2 separate regions of the Mus musculus genome follow, and region 1 is linked to region 2. Evidence: chromatin contacts called from public HiChIP or PLAC-seq data. All regions are on one chromosome and are shown on one strand. The core of a region is the stretch at or near the end of the contact, and the rest is flanking DNA. Distances in the headings are between cores, read along the strand shown.

Region 1 (4,040 bases), core at 25-2,524, 550 kb before region 2:
CACCAGCCCGGTGGTACACACTTTTAATTCCAGCACTTAGAGACAGAAGCAGGCAGGTCTCTTGAGTTCCAGCCTGGTCTACAGAACAAGGTCCAGGACAGTTGGAGCTACACAGAGAAACCCTGTCTCAAACCAACCAAACAACCCAACAACAACAAAAGAAAACGAAACTTCCAATATACATAAAACAGTTCATGAAACAACACTTGGTTATTTTTCCCCCTTTGGGGCAAATTTTCTGTCCCATTTTATTCTTTTTGCTTTATTGGAATAGTCTGAAGCCAGGCCATGTAGGTAGGCAGTCCTTTTTAAAAATACAAATTTAAAAACTTATGGTATGTGTATGGGTGTGTTTCCTGCATATTGTCTGTGTGCCACTTGCATGCTTGGTGCACACAGAGGGGTTTCGGAGGCTGTGAACTTCCCCTCTGGAAGAGCAGCCATCTCTTCAGCCCTTCCTCTTTTTAAAAAATTGTTGTTATTAGTTTAGTTTTTTTGTTTTTTGTTTTTTGTTTTTTGTTTTTTGAGACAGAGTTTGATTATCTACCTCTAGCTGACCTGGAACTTGCTATGTAGACCAGGCTGACCTGGGACTCACAGAGTTCACTTGCCTCTGCCTCACAAATGCTGAAATTAGAGGCTTGCGCAACCATAACTGGTTCAAAATCCTTAATGCCTGCACTCTGGAGGTTGGGGCAGGAAGGTGGAGGATTGAGCCCAGCCTGGCCTACACGTCTTCAAACAAAACAAAACGGGAAAAAGAAAACAAAATCAAATCCCCAAATCTGTTCTCAAAAGCAGAAATGATACTCTTAAAAAAAAAAAATCCCTAATACCGCAATTTGTTTTGTTTTTCCTCCTCTCTGGGCCTCACGTGACTGCTGTCCCAGGTCCACAATCAGCTTCAGCCTCTGGGGAACAGCAGCGCGTTCCCGGGCCATCTGGAAAGTGAGGGACACCAGAGATGGCGCTCTGCAGGTCAAGCAAAGGCAAGCCTAGCTGGGTGGGGCCTGAGGGACTTGGAAGTTGACTGCTGTGCTCCATCTCACGACTGAGAGCCAGCGAAGTTCTTGAGAGTCCGTGGATGAGGAGGCTGCTAACTCCAGAGAGCTCCCTAGTTCATCTTGTCCACCTCTGCCTGCCTTCTTAGTAGAGGTCTTGCAGCTGGAGAAGGCGGCGTTTGTGTGTTCAGGACAGATCCTGATTGGAAGGGGTTATGAAAGGATCTGGCTAGTCCTCTATTGGCCCGCCCCGGGACCACCTCTGCCTTTAAAGTCGCCAGGTCGCAAAGCCCGAGTTCTGTCTGCCTCCTTGCCTGGATAGGGCTCATAGTCTCTGGATCTAAACTCTTGGCTTCTCGGGCACGATCCATGGCTGCGTGGAGCCGCACGAGGCTGAGATGGACGCTCCTGGACCCGCGTGTGGTGGGCCGTGGCCTCTGCCCACAAGGGGCCAGAGCCAAGGCCACGATCCCTGCAGCCCTCCAGGCACAGGAGAGTACGGAGGGTCCAGGAACAGGTCAAGACCGGCCGCGCCTGCGGAGTCCGGCGGAGCTTCCGGGGACCGGAACGCTACAATTTTTATTCCAGCTATTTCTACAAGGCTATGTGCTGCACTTGCCCGACCTCCAGGTAACCATCGGACAGAGGCATCGCCACCTGGGTCTGGGCACTGGGACAGAAAAAGAAGCTGGCTATGGGAGAGAAGAGGGATAAACAGTAAATAGAACTTAGCTCGCCACTGTCTGAGGCTCGAGCCATAAACTGGAAGGGCATGCAGGGTGCAGAGAGAATCCTTTGAGCTAAAACAGGCGATGGGTGTCACCGATCAAGAGATCATCATCAATGTGGTGGGCACAAGTTGGGAAAGGAAGAGGTTGCGTTGGGAGAGAATGACTCATGCTAGTGTATACAGTGCCCGGTGTTGGGGGAACCCTGTTACTTCAGAGATGCCATTCCCCTCCTGCTTCTTCCAAAGGAGTTAACTTTGGAAGCTACTTTGCAATCTGTAGGACACATTTGTCCACAGAAGAAAAAAACAAAAAACAAAAAAAGATTGCTTCTCAGGGAGTGAAAGAAAACACATTAGGGAGCAGGCAAAGGAATTTCTGATGTAATTGCACCTCGACACCCTGCCAGACGGAGAGGAGGGTGAGGATGGGGACAGAGAAAGAGAAATCCAGCAGCCAGGAAAGTTTGTCTGTGTAGCTATCCCTGTCAGACTCAGGAGGTACTGAGAGATGATTTAAAATAACAAAGCAAAACAAACCATTCCCTGGGACTGGAGAGAGGGCTCCATGGTTAGGAGGACATCTCTCTTTTCCAGAGGACCTGAGTCAGTCAGCACCCTTGTCAGTCAGTTTACAACCACCCAGGGGAATCTGATGTCTCTGCCCTTCCAGGACCATGCACTCATGAGCACATACCTGCTGACACACACGTGCATAGTTAAAAAGAATACAAATTGTAAGCAAGCAAGCAAGCAAGCAAGCAAGCAAGCAAGCAAGCAAGCAAGCAAGCAGGAAGCCTGGCATGGTGGCGCAACACTTACCTTTAATCCCAGAAATCAGGAGGGAGAGGCATTAGAATCTGTATAAATTACAGGCTAGCCCATGCTACATAGGCTAGCCAGTGCTACATAGTGAGAACAGAAGGGAGGGGGGAGGGAGGAAGGGAGGGAGAGAGGGTAGAGGGAGAGAGGGAGAGAGACGACAGAGATAGAGAGACACACACAAAGAGAGAGGGAATATGAGCTATTTCCTGCAGACCTGATAATCTCTAGGCCAAGAAACAAAGGAGTTGAAAGGTCCTCTAAGTTCTCTAGCTTGATTTCAACCTCTAGAAATTGAGAGGCCTGGGGAATGCCTGATGCCTAGGGTCTAGGGACTGAAGCTTCCTCAGGGGGATTTGCTCAAGATGTAATTCTAGATAGCTTTGTAAGGAGAATGGGGAAGTAAACCCGTGAATATATAGAGTTTTGGCTGTTTGCTAAGACAATGTTTTCCTATATAGTCTAGATTGGCTTTAACTCTTTCCTCCTGCCTCAGCCTCCTGAGTGCTGGGATTCTGTATATAAAGACCATCATGGCCCAGAAGTAGATTTTTTTTTTAATGATTTATTTTATTTCTGTGTGTGTGTGTGTGTGTGTGTGTGTGTGTGTGTGTGTGTGTGTGTGTTTGAGTGTTCGTGTCTGTTTGTATGAAGAGACCAGAGGAGGATCTGTGAGAACTGGAGTTACAGGTAGTTCATGAGTACCAGGAACCAGACTCAGGTCCCATGTAGAGCATCAAGAAAACTTGCCTGCTGCTCCATCCACACAGCCCTGTGAATGGCCTTTTAAACAGGTACAGATGGCGGCAGTGTCAGGACTCTAAACATCTTGATCGTATGAATCTGAGCTGCCCATGAGGAATACATTAATCCTCACTTCCTGTGCTTGGGGCTGCTGTGAGTTAGGAGAGTGTGGCACTTCCTTAAAACAGGGCAACAGCATCACTGCGGAAGACCATGTGTTGCTCTGTATCGTTAGCATTGGCTTGTCGTTTAAACAGTCTTACATGCTGAGGTGGAGAACTCCTATAGTTGAGTCTCCTTTGGTCATGATCTGCTCCCGAATCTTAGGCTGTTTGGTTTAACCGTAACACAGCGCTGAAGAGTGACTGCGTTGTAAAGAAAAGGTTTATTTTGTTCACGATTTTGGAAATGGAAACTCCAAATGGATGGCTCCATTTAGCTAGCTTCTGATTCAGGTCTTGTTACTGTATGTATTGTGGCGAGTGGCATCACATGACACGAGCTTGCCTGTGACAAGGAAGAGAGAGGTCATGTGGTCAGAGCAGTAGTGAGACTATGGGAAAAGACTACATTGGCTGGCTGTCCTGGAACTCACTCTGTAGACCAGGCTGGCCTAACTGGTCATAACTCAGAGATCCACCTACTTCTGACTGTGGGCATGCTGTATTAAAGGCATGTGCCAGCAAGCCCAGGAAGGCTTGCTTTTTTTTTTTTTTTTAAATAACAACCTGTTTTTGTGGGAATTA
Region 2 (3,790 bases), core at 632-3,131:
AATACAGACTTCCAGATGCGAACAAAGTCTGCGGTCAAACAGACAGCCTGTGAAAGAGAAGATTCTCAGAACACAGAACACAGAGGACAGTCAGATGGTTTAGAAACAGGAAGGAGATATGGCCCCATTGCTTCTTTCTAAGGAAGGCTTTAAGTCGGGAGGACAGTAGGGAAGAAGCCTAGAACTAACTAACTCTCTCTCTCTCTCTCTCTCTCTCTCTCTCTCTCCCTGGCATATATATTCATACAAATTTATATATGTGCATGTGGCCAGAGGTCAATGTTGGGTATCTTCCACATTTTGTATTTTCAAGACTGGGTACCTCACTGAACCTAGTGTTCACTCAGCACACGCAAGGGATTTGACTCTCTTACTTTCCAGCACTGGGGTTAGACATCAGTCACTACGCATGGATTTTCATATGGGTGCTGAAGATCCAAATTCAGGCCCTCATGCTTGTATGACAAGCACCCTACTGACTGAGTCATCTCTCAAGCCCCAAGGCCAAGAATTATTGAGGAAGTATGGGGTCTAGCTTTGGGGTCTGAAGATCTTAGTTTCAGTCTTTAATGACTCAATTTGCCTAAGTGGGAATTGGAATGTGGGAGGAAGGGAGGGTAAATTATGTAGCATTGTGGGAGAGTTCGTGGCCAAATTCAAAAGGAAACGGTGGTTCCCCAAATCTCTCAAAGCATCCCAATTCTAGTGGCGTGGAACTAGAGGAGGAAGCTCCAGCACTCCCTCCCACCCCCCCACCCCCACCCCCGCGTGGTAGGGAAGGGATGCCGGTGCTTGATTCTGGGGCAGCCTGTCCCAGGCAGAGTTGATGGCGCTGTCCATGGTTCTGAACCTAGGAGCTAATGGCACGTCGGGAAAGGAGACGTTTACCAAGGGAAGGGTGGCAGGACAAGGAGTGGCTCATCCTTCCGCTCTGTCTTGTTAACTCTTGGCCTCACAGGAAGTACCGTGCACTGGCCCCCAAGCCAAGGTGGGAAAAGAGGGAGCCAGATGGAGAGGCTGCGCCCCTTCCCCCCACCGCCACCTTCCCACCCCCATCCCGGGCCCATGAGTCAGCGCTGACTATATCCGCTTAGATGTGAGTCAGCACCAGGCCCGGCTGTGGGAAAGGGGACAAGAAGAGGACCCTCCCCTTTTACTCCTCTTCCGTTCCCTCCCCTTGCGTGTTCCCCTTCTTATAGCCGACCAACTCGAGCAAATGGCCTCTCTAGACTTAAAAGATAAATCCTGCTCTGTCTCTAGCCAGTCCTACAGGGAAGCTGGAGTCGGGTAACAGTGGAGAGGCTCCTGCCACCGGTGGTCGCCCATTCCTCTTTCTCGGCTTCCGATTCTCCATCTCGGGTCTCCACCCCGATGCCTCTGGCTTCTCCCACGGTCCTGTAGTCCCTCTAAATCTCTCAACTCGCGTGCACCCCCGCTCCTCCTCCTGTACCTAGTCTTCCCTGGAGCCCACTTTTCCAGGTCCCGCCTGCGAATCCCGGCTCCACCTCCCAGCCTACGCCCCTTTCCTCACCTCCATCTCCCTTCATCTCACTTCATGTCCTCTCATCTTCCTCACCCTACAAACACCCCCCCCCCCGCCGCCTTCCAACATTTATCCTACCCGAGCTTCTTGCTTTTGCGACGCTTCCCCCCGCCCCCATCAAGTTTTCTCCTGACCGTGGGCACTGATGGCGCTGCAGCCCCCGGGGCGGCCGCTCAGCAACAGCAGGCAGACCAGCAGCCGGAGGCCCCCGGAGCCCCCGGAGCCCCCGGAGCCCCCGGGCCGCCGCGGGCGCCTCATCCTTCCCGGCTCTGAGCTCTCTCTCCGGCCAGAGTCTCGGCGACGTTGGTGGGAGTCAGCCCAGGAGCCTAGGCGGAGTCTGCCACTCCCCACCCACCTCCAAGGCGGGGTCTAGTTGCCCCTCTTGAGGCGACCCGGCCAACTGCAGGCGTGCAATGACGACATCTCCACCCCCGGCTCTTATGCCTATTTGCGTCATACTGGCGTAAGAGCCCCCTCTTAGCCGGGGACCTACTCAACCTAAGCCTCCTCCACCATATAGTAGGTTCCTCCCTAGAATTCCCACTGGGTCCACCCACTCCTGACCTGTATTTTTCAGGTCCACCGCCTCTGTCTCCCTGGCTCAGGTTTGGTGAGAAGGACTCAAGTACTATAGGGAACAGGAAAGATACGTGGGCCAGGGAGTATAAACCGTGATACAAGAAGCTTAAGAGATCAGAACAGGAACTCTTACCATGGTTCCATTATCGCTACTGGCGTCTTCCTGAAAAATCAGAGATGGTTAGGCACTCGCACTGGGATAGCAAGGGATGAGCTAGTTGCTTACTCTTGTCTGAAGAAGCCAAAAAGCACCTGCCCCACAGGGTAGTGGTGAGAATTTATGTAATTAGACACTGCAGCAAGACCTGGACCTGCATATCGCAAACACTCCTACGCATTAACTTCGTTTCCTCTTGCAATCTACTCATCTGACTCTTGAAACGGTTACCTTCTTTAGTATTTGCTTTTCGCTTAGTTGGTACAAAGCAATCATACACAAATGTACACAGTGACAGTCAGTACATGTACACGGATGTATGCAATGTGTAATGACCAGATCCACATACCTGGCGTATCTATTACTTCAGACCTTTATAGTTTCTTTGTGTTGGGAATACTTAGCATCTTCTCTGTCAGCTCATTTGAATTAGCCCAGAAATCGTCGCCGCCTGTAGATATCCTGCTGTGCTTCCGAACATCAGCCTTGCTGCTTGCCCAGCTGCACTTGGTGAGTACTGCCATTTGTTATTAGCTCTGGCTGTCCCTTAGCTTCCTGTCTCAAGCTTATTGACGATCTTATGATTTCTACATAAGGTACACGCCACATCAAACCACCCCTCCCCCCCCCCAGCCTTATCACAGTAATTTCCTCAGTGGCTTTTTAATATTCTTAGTTATCCAGTAAGCTACAGAGTTTTCTAAAGTTCAAATTAATTGCATTATCCTTTTGCTTTCTAGTCGTTGTTTCTTTTTGTTTTGTTTTTAAGACAATATGGGTCAGGTGAGATAGCTCAGCAGGTACACATTCACTATCCGAACCCGATGACCTGAGTTTGATTCTTTGAATCCATATAAAGACAGAAGAGAATCAACTCTATGATGTTGTCTTCTGCTCTCTCTCTCTCTCTCTCTCTCTCTCTCTCACACACACACACACACACACAGAGAGAGAGAGAGGCCTTTATAAAGCGAATTAAAAAACCAAAATGGTTTAGTGAAAAAAAACCACTTATCTAGACTTCACAGTTATTGACATTTGGGGTGTGTTTGCTTCCTTTTAATATTTATGGTAGACATTATGAAATTCCTCATAAATATTTCAATATGCATCTCTAGGAAATAGGAACACTTTTCTACAATAATATCACTTAGAACTCAATTCATATTCAACTGTCTCAAACTATTTCCAAAACGTCTTTTTGGCTATTTGTTCAAATATGAGTCAACCAAGGATCACTGTTGCATTTAATTCTTTTCTTTCTTCTCTCTCTCTCTTCCTCCTCCTCCTCTCCTTTTGTTTTTGTTTGTTTGTTTGTTTGTTTGTTTGTTTGAGGCAGCGTTCTCTGTGTAGCCCTGGATGTCTTGGAACTCTCTCTGTAGACCAGGCTGACCTCAGACTTAGAAATCTTCCTGCTTCTGCCTGATGAGTGCTGGGATTAAAGGCATGCGCCATCACCTCCTGGCTGAATATAATTATGTTATTAATTCTTTTTAACTTAGCATAGATAC

The links. HiChIP or PLAC-seq counts read pairs in DNA pulled down with a chosen protein or histone mark.
Region 1: a FOXA1 HiChIP or PLAC-seq map of pancreatic cancer cells shows a contact between it and region 2. The contact joins the promoter of Cyp27a1 here to the promoter of Ptprn in region 2. A contact is called at or near these places in 1 of 39 promoter capture datasets (neutrophils), 1 of 115 datasets of contacts at active chromatin or transcription factors (pancreatic cancer cells) and 1 of 9 other capture datasets (adipose tissue).

What each region holds. Positions count from the first base shown.
Region 1 is chr1:74,712,261-74,716,300 of GRCm38.p6, forward strand. It overlaps Cyp27a1 (cytochrome P450, family 27, subfamily a, polypeptide 1), which reads left to right and starts at 1,275. Exons shown (of 9, transcript NM_024264.5): 1 at 1,275-1,631. The coding sequence starts at 1,371.
Region 2 is chr1:75,262,327-75,266,116 of GRCm38.p6, forward strand. Ptprn (protein tyrosine phosphatase, receptor type, N) reads right to left here and starts at 1,882. Exons shown (of 23, transcript NM_008985.3): 1 at 1,678-1,882; 2 at 1-47. The coding sequence starts at 1,801.